2 separate regions of the Rattus norvegicus genome follow, and region 2 is linked to region 1. A link is a contact called in public Hi-C data. All regions are on one chromosome and are shown on one strand. Each heading gives the region's core, a stretch centred on a gene start, on an enhancer-like site or on the middle of the called end of the contact. The rest is flanking DNA. Distances are from core to core; before and after follow the strand shown. Region 1 holds the start of Enpp2 (ectonucleotide pyrophosphatase/phosphodiesterase 2). Region 2 overlaps Taf2 (TATA-box binding protein associated factor 2).

What was found. A called contact is a pair of places that touch in the nucleus more often than the background predicts.
Region 2: a Hi-C map of Schwann cells shows a contact between it and region 1, with 2.7 times the contacts expected there. The contact joins the enhancer-like site here to the promoter of Enpp2 in region 1. A contact is called at or near these places in 6 of 12 Hi-C or Micro-C datasets (the A7r5 cell line, Schwann cells, frontal cortex and 3 more) and 1 of 1 datasets of contacts at active chromatin or transcription factors (oligodendrocytes).

Annotation. Positions count from the first base shown.
Region 1 is chr7:88,169,826-88,174,873 of GRCr8, reverse strand. Enpp2 (ectonucleotide pyrophosphatase/phosphodiesterase 2) reads left to right here and starts at 2,627. Exons shown (of 25, transcript NM_057104.3): 1 at 2,627-2,744; 2 at 2,968-3,067. The coding sequence starts at 2,712.
Region 2 is chr7:88,319,082-88,324,129 of GRCr8, reverse strand. It overlaps Taf2 (TATA-box binding protein associated factor 2), which reads left to right. Exons shown (of 26, transcript NM_133319.1): 25 at 5,031-5,048. Among named protein-coding and RNA genes, the nearest start is that of Taf2, 48 kb to the left of the region's middle. Within about 2 kb of position 1,924, at least 18 of the 93 cell types and tissues checked have an H3K27ac peak or open chromatin away from gene starts, as enhancers often do. A contact at or near this core is called in Schwann cells, where this site is marked.

The DNA of each region.
Region 1 (5,048 bases), core at 1,378-3,877:
TCTGCTGTTTTGAGCCAGTCAGTGATATGTGTCCTTCTATCAAAACCTGAAACACAATAGCAGGTGAACTTTCTTTCTTTTGAAAGATTTTTCAATGCAGTCTAGTCATTTTTGGTGATTTTTTGGACCTATTGTGTACACTGCCAGAGTTTTCTTTATTTGAGATAATGAGAGTTAATTGTGTTTTACAGTTGATTTGATGCCAACATAGGGCTATCCCCTGACTGTCTAATCTATAATGATACCTTGCAGTAAAAATCTGCTTGCCTTCTGTCTTGCCCAGCGAGCCCTGTTTGGGGGTGGAGACAAGAGGATTGTTGAGGATTTCTGATTGCCAGCCTGACTCTCATTTCAATGAGACTCCCTCTCTCAACGGAGTAAGGGGCAGAGTAATACAGCAGGATACTCAAAGCCCTTCTCTGGCTTCCACACACGAACACATGGAAAGCACATATGCCTTCATACACATATGCACATATAAAATACACACACAATTTGCTTAACTATAGCTAGATAGTGTGTATTTAGACGTGCGTGTATGTGTATGTTCTTGTATGTGTATGAATGTGTATGTGCATGTTTATGTGTACATACATATGTGTTTGTATATGTGTATGTATACGTGTATGTGTGTGCATGTGTGTGTTTGTGTATATGCATGTGCATGTGGGTGTGTGTATGCACAAGTGTTTATGTATTGACAAGTTCCTGATGCCCAGTGATCTGGTGGAAATACAGCTCTTTGCCAGAATGCTTACCAGAAACATTGGCTGATCTTGATCCTTTTGGGTAAATGGGTAATCCATTGCTGTACAGACCAGGATGTACACGACCAATTTGCTATCACACTTAGTCACCCCTTTTCCCTGCATAGCTAGTTTGCATGCCATAAAATAAAACAATAAAGCACGAAAGGATCTTCAGTTTCTGAGCTGTATTTTTTTCTCCTGAGGAGAGCCTCGGTTTTCTTAGAGATGGGTTTCTGTGTCAGAGAAAAGTCTCAAGTTGCTGAGTCTTGTAGGCCTGGGAGGCTGGAGAGGAAAGGAGGCTGTTTTTGGATCCTCTGTAGCATGCAGCGTACACTGAAATAACAGTGCAGAACCCATGATTTCCTCTTGGTTTACAGACTTCCCCGTAAACAGCAGTTTGCATCTGGAAACTGAATATATAGTAGAAAAATCTTAACATGGGGTTAACATCTTTTAGAGGCCTTGCTAAAATAATCAACTGCAGATCAGTTTAGCTTGGCATACAGACTAAAGCGAGAGGCTTGTAGATAAATTCATAGCCTGCCCCCTCTGTGAGAGTCCAAAGCTAAGAGGACCCGAGAAGAGCAACTGGATGTCTGGCAGTGTCTCTTCTTCTTTTCAGTGAGCTGTTTACTAAACTCTAGAGTTTGTAATGAAACCCAGGCTCACTCTGCAGTCCACGGAAACAAGCTCTTAGCTTTTGTGCTATCAGGTTCTATGCGAGCAGAGCCCCGGGGGCTTCCTAGAGCAGTTGCTGCCTGGAAGGCTCCTGCTTGTTTACATATGCACTTACGTGCTCTGCAGAGAACCACCGTCCAGGGGCCTGGCAGGAGAAGCCAAAAACAAGCCTCCCCTCATTTGAATCCTAAAGGCATATAATATGTAAACGACTTTCCGATTTAGAGACTTCTAAATTTGGTGTGGTTGCCAAGTTGCAAAATTGCTTAGGATAGACGCTTCAACACGCACAAGAAGAGCCTCACAGGACGAAGCTTCGACACAGTCTTTGCAAAGTAGATGAGCATTTGATAGGAATTCTTGCAGCCACTGCTTCTTTCAAGCTAAATTCAAGGCTAATCAAGCTCCCTCCCCTACTGTCCTTTATGCCTGCTTCCTACCCCACCCCCACCCCACAAACAAGCTGACTTTTGTCAGGAATGGGTAGAGACTGGGATGATATTGTCTCTTTTCATATTCAGAAGGACTTTATGCAACTCGGCTGGCCGTCCCAGTATGTTGATAAAAGTTACTAGTGTAAAATTTAACAACATGGAGGGAAAAAGAATGCTATCTCTTGTGTGAGTTGCAATTTTGGGAGATCCCATTGTTGTGAAACTCCTGAGGAATCAGAAGTAGCTGAGAATGTAGTTATATAGATACAGGGTCATTCTAACTGCCAGAAAAAAATAACCAGATGGTAAAGACAGGGAGATTTGTTTGGTTTATAAATTGTACTTTTTTCCCCCTTGTCTTTTAAAAAACCCTGAAGTTGGAGGATTGAGGGCATCAAATAACTACATAGCAAACGCTTCGAGTTGATGGGAAGTTCTGGGCAGCTCTGATTCATTTTTATCGGATAAAATACATTTGGTTTCTCTTTTGACAAACCATGTATTTGTGAGGGAAGGAAGGAAAAAAAAAAAACGAACATGCACTGTTATTGGCCACAGCTACACAAGAAGTCCCCCGGTTGCCAAAGGATACCACATGAAAGTGTCTGTGCGAGGGGAGGGGCCGGCCAGGGGGTGGGGCCAAGAAGGATGTTGCCTTAAGCCTCTTATGCTCAGAGTTGCAATTTGTGAACCAACTGTGATGAAATCGAGCTCTGCACGAATCAGATGCGCCTGTCAACTTCCCAGGTGGGATTGCTTGGAGTTAACAGCCTGAACTCAGAGCCCCGAGAGCAGAGCATTCAGGGCAAGCAGAGAACACCCTGCAGAGGCTTTCCAAGAATCCCTCGGCATGGCAAGACAAGGCTGTCTCGGGTCATTCCAGGTAGGAGGACGGTACGGTGACTAGCGAGGTGCTGACTCTCCCGGATTACTGCCAGTTGGGTTCGATTTGTTTCTTTTCTCCTCGTTCAAATTCAGACACGATCTGAGAATGCCTTTCAGAATTGGCAAGACTCGGGGTGTTAGGGTCATCTGAACTACTTTCATGCACTTTGAATCCATCTAATCTAGCTGTGTTTGACAACTCCATCTCCTTATTCCCTCAGGTAATATCCTTGTTCACTTTTGCCATCAGTGTCAATATCTGCTTAGGATTCACAGCAAGTCGAATTAAGAGGGCAGAATGGGATGAAGGACCTCCCACAGGTAAGAGTAGTAGCTATTAGCAGTTTTGTTTCTCTAACAGTGCTGTGCACTTAGGCAGTCTTCATCAGCCACCTTGGGCATTCGTCTTTCAGACGGCCTTGCAGGGCGATTCATTTAGCCCAAGGTGTGTCTCTGTCATGAAACCAATTCTGTCTATAACTTAGGTGTAAAGAATGACGCTTTAATCAGAGACCTTTACTGTCGATTCTCAACAACTGGATGCATACATTTTTGTATCCCGAAGTTTATAAACATTGAAATAAAATGAACATTTGTTCCTAGACACAGCTACGCTAACTTTAGTGAGACTAGGTATGCCTTTAGTGTTGGAGAAGGATGAGGCTGGCAGGTTCCATGTGGTACAGAGGACTGAGACTGATGTGTTGTCATGTGGTATAAGGGACATTATTTGCTACCAGAAAGTTCTAACCTAGGAGTGAGAAAAAGAAAGGATGTTAAAAAAAAAAGGCAATAAACTTAAAAAAAAGAAGCTAGAAATTTAGAACTTTGGGACTAAGATTTACTGAGACTAGGGGAACCCTCCAGGTAAGCTCTTTAGAGAGTTTTCAAGAGCAGATCTGCACTGTGTTTCCTTCTGGAAGAAGGCAAGGTGAGTTTTCCGAGCTGACTTAACTAACACAGCTGGAGTGAATGAGGCTCCTTTGCAGTGGGCTGTACCGAGCAGAGTGGGGCTTCATAAAGGAACGTTTGTGCAGGCTGAGGGGGCCTAGTTGACCTGGTCTTAAGCAATGGCTTGGTTAATTTCCTGGAAATTGGAGCTGCTGATGGTTTCAGAATTAAAAAATTGTATTCGAAATGACAGGTACTCTAGGGGGCAATATTTTCTTCCCTTTCTCTGACATCACAGTATGTTTTCTGTCTCCCCGGGAATTTGGTGTTTCTCTGCGTTTCTTGATTGGCACACTGTGAAACACCACCTGCCTTTATACCCCTGTAAACCCGTATTACTAAATGAGGTATAATGGAATATTGAATCCTCCACACGGCAAGCAAGTGATCTGAGTTGGGCTTAAGGATGTTGAAGGTGTAGTAGGAGACATGGATGAGGGAGCTGCAGCGAAGTGTACTTTGGGAAAGAATGAGAAAACAGATCTTAAAAACTTGTGGCCCCGGGGAACCAAAGGGACAAAACTGCATTGTGTTTCACTGGGGAGAGGGGAGAGGGGTTGCTGGGCCAAAAGAGAATGCTGTTTTTATTGGAGGCAAAAGCTGTCTTCAAAGCCCTCTTTTTCATACCCGGTAAGGCTGATTGTGACAGGGGATCAGGCCCTTGGCCTGAGCATGCTGCTCTGACAGCCCGCTGCCGGCTCCTTCCAGTGTGCCTAAAAGGAACCATTTTTCTGCTTTCTCTAAATGATAGTGGCCGGAATCGATGCTGTTTCTTTAATGACTGCATTATTTTCAAACTTGACTCTTTTTTTTTTGGAAATGGATCATGAAAGTCCCAGCCTGGGACCCTGGGTCTATATTAATAAGTGCTACTGTCACAGGCAAGTCACTTGTAATGTCTCAGCCCTCAGCAATAAGGATAAGTTTAGAAGACTTTATTTTCTAGATTATTAAAAAATATAAATGAATAAAAAACTGTTCCCGCCATCCCGTCTCATCTCCTACTAATCGTGTGTTATCTCTACCAAAAAGCTTGAAAAGTATGGAATAAATGTTTTAGCCCCTGAAAACATTGCTCATATAGTAAATTACTTCCATATGTTGTAGGAACTAGATACAAGACAAGCAATGTCAATATTACTTCTGGAAAACTAGTCTACAGTACTACTTGTCAATTAAACATGCTGCAGAATACGGCTTCTTGAATTAATAGAATCGGTATCCTAAGCCTTTATGGCGAGAGTTCATTTCACCTCCATGAAGCGTAGTTATAGGGCACCACACAGTTTATATCCGAGTTTCAGGACTTCCATAGCCTTATGTGGCTTTTATTCTTACGTTTTCTTTTGAT
Region 2 (5,048 bases), core at 675-3,174, 150 kb before region 1:
CAGTGGGTCAAGGCATTGGTTGTTCAAGCCTGTCACTCTGAGTTCAATGCCTGGCACCCTGTAAAGGTGGAAAGAGAAAACCAACCTCAAGTTCACGCACGCATGCATGCAAACTAAAAAAGTAACAAGTACTTCTTTTAATTTATTGTATTATATTGGTTCTCTACATAGTGAGTTACAGGCCAGCCAGAGCTATATAGTGAGACCTTGTCTCATCCTCCCCCTAAAAAATTTGGATTTGGGTGTAAGATATTTGTCATTTATCCCCCCCCCCTTTTGGTTTTTTGAGATAGGAGACAGGGTTTCTTTGTATAGCTCAGCTGTCCTGAAACTAGTTCTGTAGACCAGGCTAGCCTTGAACTCACAAAGAGCCATTTGCCTCTTCCTCCCTAGTGCTGGGATTAACGGCACGAGCTTCCATCACCCACCTTTGTTTACTCTTAATAACAGGACTGTGGTTAAATTTAAAATAGGGGGTTTTTTGTTTTTTTTTTTTTTTTTTAACTAAGGTCAGTGTTTTCCATAATGCCCCTCTTTTTTGGTCTGTCTCATATAATTTGATATCATAGATTTTATTTTATTTGTATTTATTTCTCAACTACCCTATTTTGGTTGGTTGTGTTATCTTTGTAGTACTACAAAATGATAAATTTATGTCTCTAAATTTATGTCTGTTTGTGTGTGTGCAAGTATGTCCATGTATATATGTATGTGTTCATGGGTGGATGCACACATGTATGGAGATCACAGCTGTGGGTGCCATTCTCCTGCCACTGTCCACCTTTGGTTGAGACAGTGAGAGATCTGCCTGTCCCCACCTCCCATCTAGCCATTGCTAGAATAAAAGCGTGCATCACTGCACCCATGCTTTCTTTGGGTTTGGTGGTCCAAACTGAGTTTCTCCTGCCTACCAAGCAAGTATTTTATGAACCAAGCCATTTTCTCAGCTTAGATTTATTTTTTAGCATTTCTTTAGCACACACCTTTAATCTTGGCACTCTGGAGGCAGAGTTAAGTGGATCTGAGTTCAAGGCCAGCCTGGTCAATGGAACAAATTCCAGGACAGCCAGGACTGCATAGAGAAACCCTGGCTCAAAAACCAAATGCTTGTTCATGCACACCTCCTCCCCCCAACACACACACACACACACACACACACACACACACACACACACACACAAATCCTAATCCTGGCCTGTACTTATTTAATGGTCTTTATGTTCTCTTCATTAATATGTTTTACTGACCCTCAGTATCTCTTAATGCACTTTGGTTGGAAGCCTACTTAATCAGATGTCACAAAAACTGTTTTCAGCCTGTGTGCTCGCCAGATAATTTCTGCACTGATTCTCAGTCTGGGTTTCTGCTAGTGAGCAGAATTTATCTTGGAGATAATTGCTGGCTCTAAATTTTCTGGTCCAATCATCTAGTCTTCTTAGGGTTTTTTTTTATATTTTTATGCATATGTACAATGTATTGTGATTATGTTCACCCCATTGCCTTTTGGCATCCCCTTTCCTTTCTCTCTGAACCTTTTATATTTCCTACCTCATCCCCCAGTGGCTGTGCCATTAGCTAATGACATCCCTTCTCAAGCAACCATTAATGATGCAATTACCACAGGAAGAGATGGGACCTTCAGATACCTCTATGCATGATGGGAAGTGTGCAGATGTCTCTAGCTGCTGCTGTTCATGGTTACAACAGCAGTGATTCACGATACTCTTGATCTTAAATTCTTTCTGCCCTCTTTTCTATGATGTACCCTGCCTGGGTCTCAGTGCAGTGAAGGGATAGAAACACTCTTGTTGTAAGCTGAGCTGCCTCTGTCATTGATTCTTAACCCTTTTGTCAGATGTGAGTCTACATTCATTAGAGCCTCAAACCCTTGGCTGGGAGCCACAACGGTCTTGGAACAAGCATGAATGTTTAGAAGGCAGTTTGACATGTTCAACAATGGTACTGTGTTCCCTGCTTGGGTCCATGTCCTCCCAGCCGTAGGCTTTGAGCAGGTTTATAGTGTCAGGTGTGTATTCCCTCGTGTGAAGCCTGTCGTCAAAGCAATCGCAGAAACACGTGGTCGTCCTGCAGATAGCTGTGCCACGTCACCCCAGTAGATTTACTTGTCGGGCCAGTATTGCCGCCTACACCAGTCTTCAGCTGGGAGGGACTAAGGGTGAGCTGCAGCCTGCATTGCGCCTTCCAGCACTGCAAACACTAGTAAGCAGCGAGGGGGTTTGCAGTTCAGGTCTGTTTTCATTTCTTTGTATCCTGTGACCAAAGCGTGTGGTGTGTTAGTAAGAGGGCCTCTGTTATAATTTCACTGAGATTCTGTCTTTGGCTTCTCATTCTATGTAGGCAAGCTAGAACAATGACAATAGACTGTATTCTCTCTCTCTCTCTCTCTCTCTCTCTCTAAGATTTATTTTTATTATTGCTATCAGTGTGTGGGGAGGGGGAGTAAGTGCCTTCTGAAAGTCTAAAGAGCATGTTGGATTCCTCTGAGTTGGAGTTACAAAAGTTGTGAGCTTCTTAACATGGGTGCTTGGAACTGAATGCAGGTCCTTTGAAAGTACAGCGAGTGCTTCTCTAACTACTGAGCCATTCTCCATTCCATGGCCTTTACTTTTAAGGTGTCTGCAGCCTCTGTAGCAAACAGTTCATGGGCAGGTATGCTGACCCTGGCATCAGGGTTCTTGTTTAAGCCCATGACTTCTAGGAGAGCGTTGTCTATCTGTGAACTTTCTTCTGTCTATGGTATTCTCTCTCTCTCTCTTTTTTTTTTCTTCCTTTCTTTTTTTTTGGAGCTGAGGACTGAACCCAGGGCCTTGTGTTTTCTAGCCAAGTGCTCTACCACTGAGCTAAATCCCCAACCCCTATGGTATTCTCTTAATCTGCTCATCATGAGCCTTGGTTTGCATATTTTGAAATGTTTGCTTCCCCTTATTAATTAGAAAATGTCTTTATTGATTTTAGCAGTCTTATTAGCAGCTCTGTACTTTGAGGACTCGAGTGGATCTTTCTATGGTTTTCTGGCTTCTAGGGTTGCTGGTGAGAGGTCAGGTGTTATTTGTTTATCTTTGTAAATGTGTTGCTGTATTATCCCTTACAGTTTTTTTTTTTTTATCATCTACTTTTTGATGCTAGATCTTCTGTATCAGAAGCTGTTCTTGAGCTTGCTGTGTAGCCAGTGGTGAACTTCTTATCCTCCTGCTTTACCTCCTAAATCCTGGAATTATAAATGTTCAGTACACGTGACTAGTTTTATCCTAGGCTGGGGTCTAAACCCAGGGCTTCATCCATTCTAAGCAAATACTCTGACAACTGACTTGCATTTCCAGTCCTGTTATAGCTTTCAGGGTCTCCCTCTGCTCTGGGTTTTTTACATTTTCATTGTTATGTATCATGGAAAGGTCCTTCTCCACTCACGTCTAGTTGAACTTGTAAATGCCTCTTGTGTTTGTATTGTCTATTTTCTAGATCTGAGGGATTTTCTGTTATAATTTAAATGAGATTCTGTCTTTGGCATTTAGTCTCAGTTCTTCTAGCTTGTGGGTAGGTATTCTTCTTAAGTTTTATCTCCTAATCATATGCCAGAGTTCTTAGACATTGTAGCCATGCTGTTTTGCTTTTTTTTGGTTATTTTTCTCCTTGTTTATTAGTATTTAAATTCAGTTTTGTGTGTGTGTGTGTGTGTGTGTGTGTGTGTGTGTGTGTGTACATCTATGGCTCAGAACACATGTGCAAGTTGTAGGATGACTTGTAGGTGTCAGATCTCAGGCTGGAGAGATGGCTCAGCAGTTAAGAACTCTGATTGCTCTTTCAGAGGTCCTGAGTTCAATTCCTAGCAACATCGTAGTGGCTCACAACCATCTGTAATGGGATCTGATGCTCTCTTCTGGTGTGTCTGAAGATAGCTACAGTGTACTCATAAATACAATAAATCTTTAAAAAAAGAAAAAAAAAAGTCAGTTCTCTCCCTTTTACCCTGTGGGTCTCAGAAACTGTAGTCAGGTTTTTAGGCTCTGCAGCAGGACTTCTTCCTGTTACTCATTCCTCTGCTTAGTTAAATCTGTTGTAAGATAAAAGTCACTGTAGAGTATATTCAATTCAGTTTTTGCCAGTTCTAACTTTTTTTCTCAAATCTTAATTTCCTGAATTTTTTTCTTTGTGTTGCTGAGTTTCCCAATCTCCAGAATCATAACATATTGAAGGCCACTCATCATGTTTATGAGTTAATGTTTTAGGTATTTCGGTGTCTCGAGTTCAGTAGTTGAGTTAGGGTCTTTTGGAGAACCCATGTTGCCTTGCTTTCCATATTTCTTTGGAAACGTGTTGCAGTTTATGCCTCTGTTGGTCTGGACACTTGTGGTTTTACTATTGATCAGCCTAGTCGTGAAGGTTGATTCTCTACTGCACACAGAAGAGAACACTAACTGCTGAACCACTAACAACAGACTGTAGGAGACAGAGACGCGGGCTCACATAAAGCTGCTGCTGATACTCGAGTGACCATAGAGAAGAGGACGGGAAACACTTGTGCTGCTGTTACCACATTTGTGCATACCTTTGGGACCAGCATCTGACCTCTGGATTCCATTATCCTATTTTCTGTTATACCATTAGAACTACTTCTTGGGGCTGGAGAGATGGCTCAGTGGTTAAGAGGTATTCTGTAAATTTGATAATTGAAATGTTTTTAGCAAACTATATGCAAATGCCAAATAAATACTAACATATATGAAGTGGCTCCTGTAGCAGAGTACAGGCTCTGGTTTATGTGTTCGGTAAGTCTTTCAAGTTTATTGTCTTTCAAGTGTGAATTTTCTCTGCGGCAACAGGGCAAAGGATTAAATTACTCTGATCTATAGTAGCCTTAATATTGTATTCCGTTTATGATTAGACTTTTACTAGAGCTGAACTATTTCTCGTTTGAAAGCTAACATGTGAAATCTGTTAAACTTTTCTGTTAAACTTTTTTTCTGCTTTTAGGAAACAAAGAACTATATTTCCCCTTTTTGATCTTTTAGGGCTCTCTAAGTACCGAC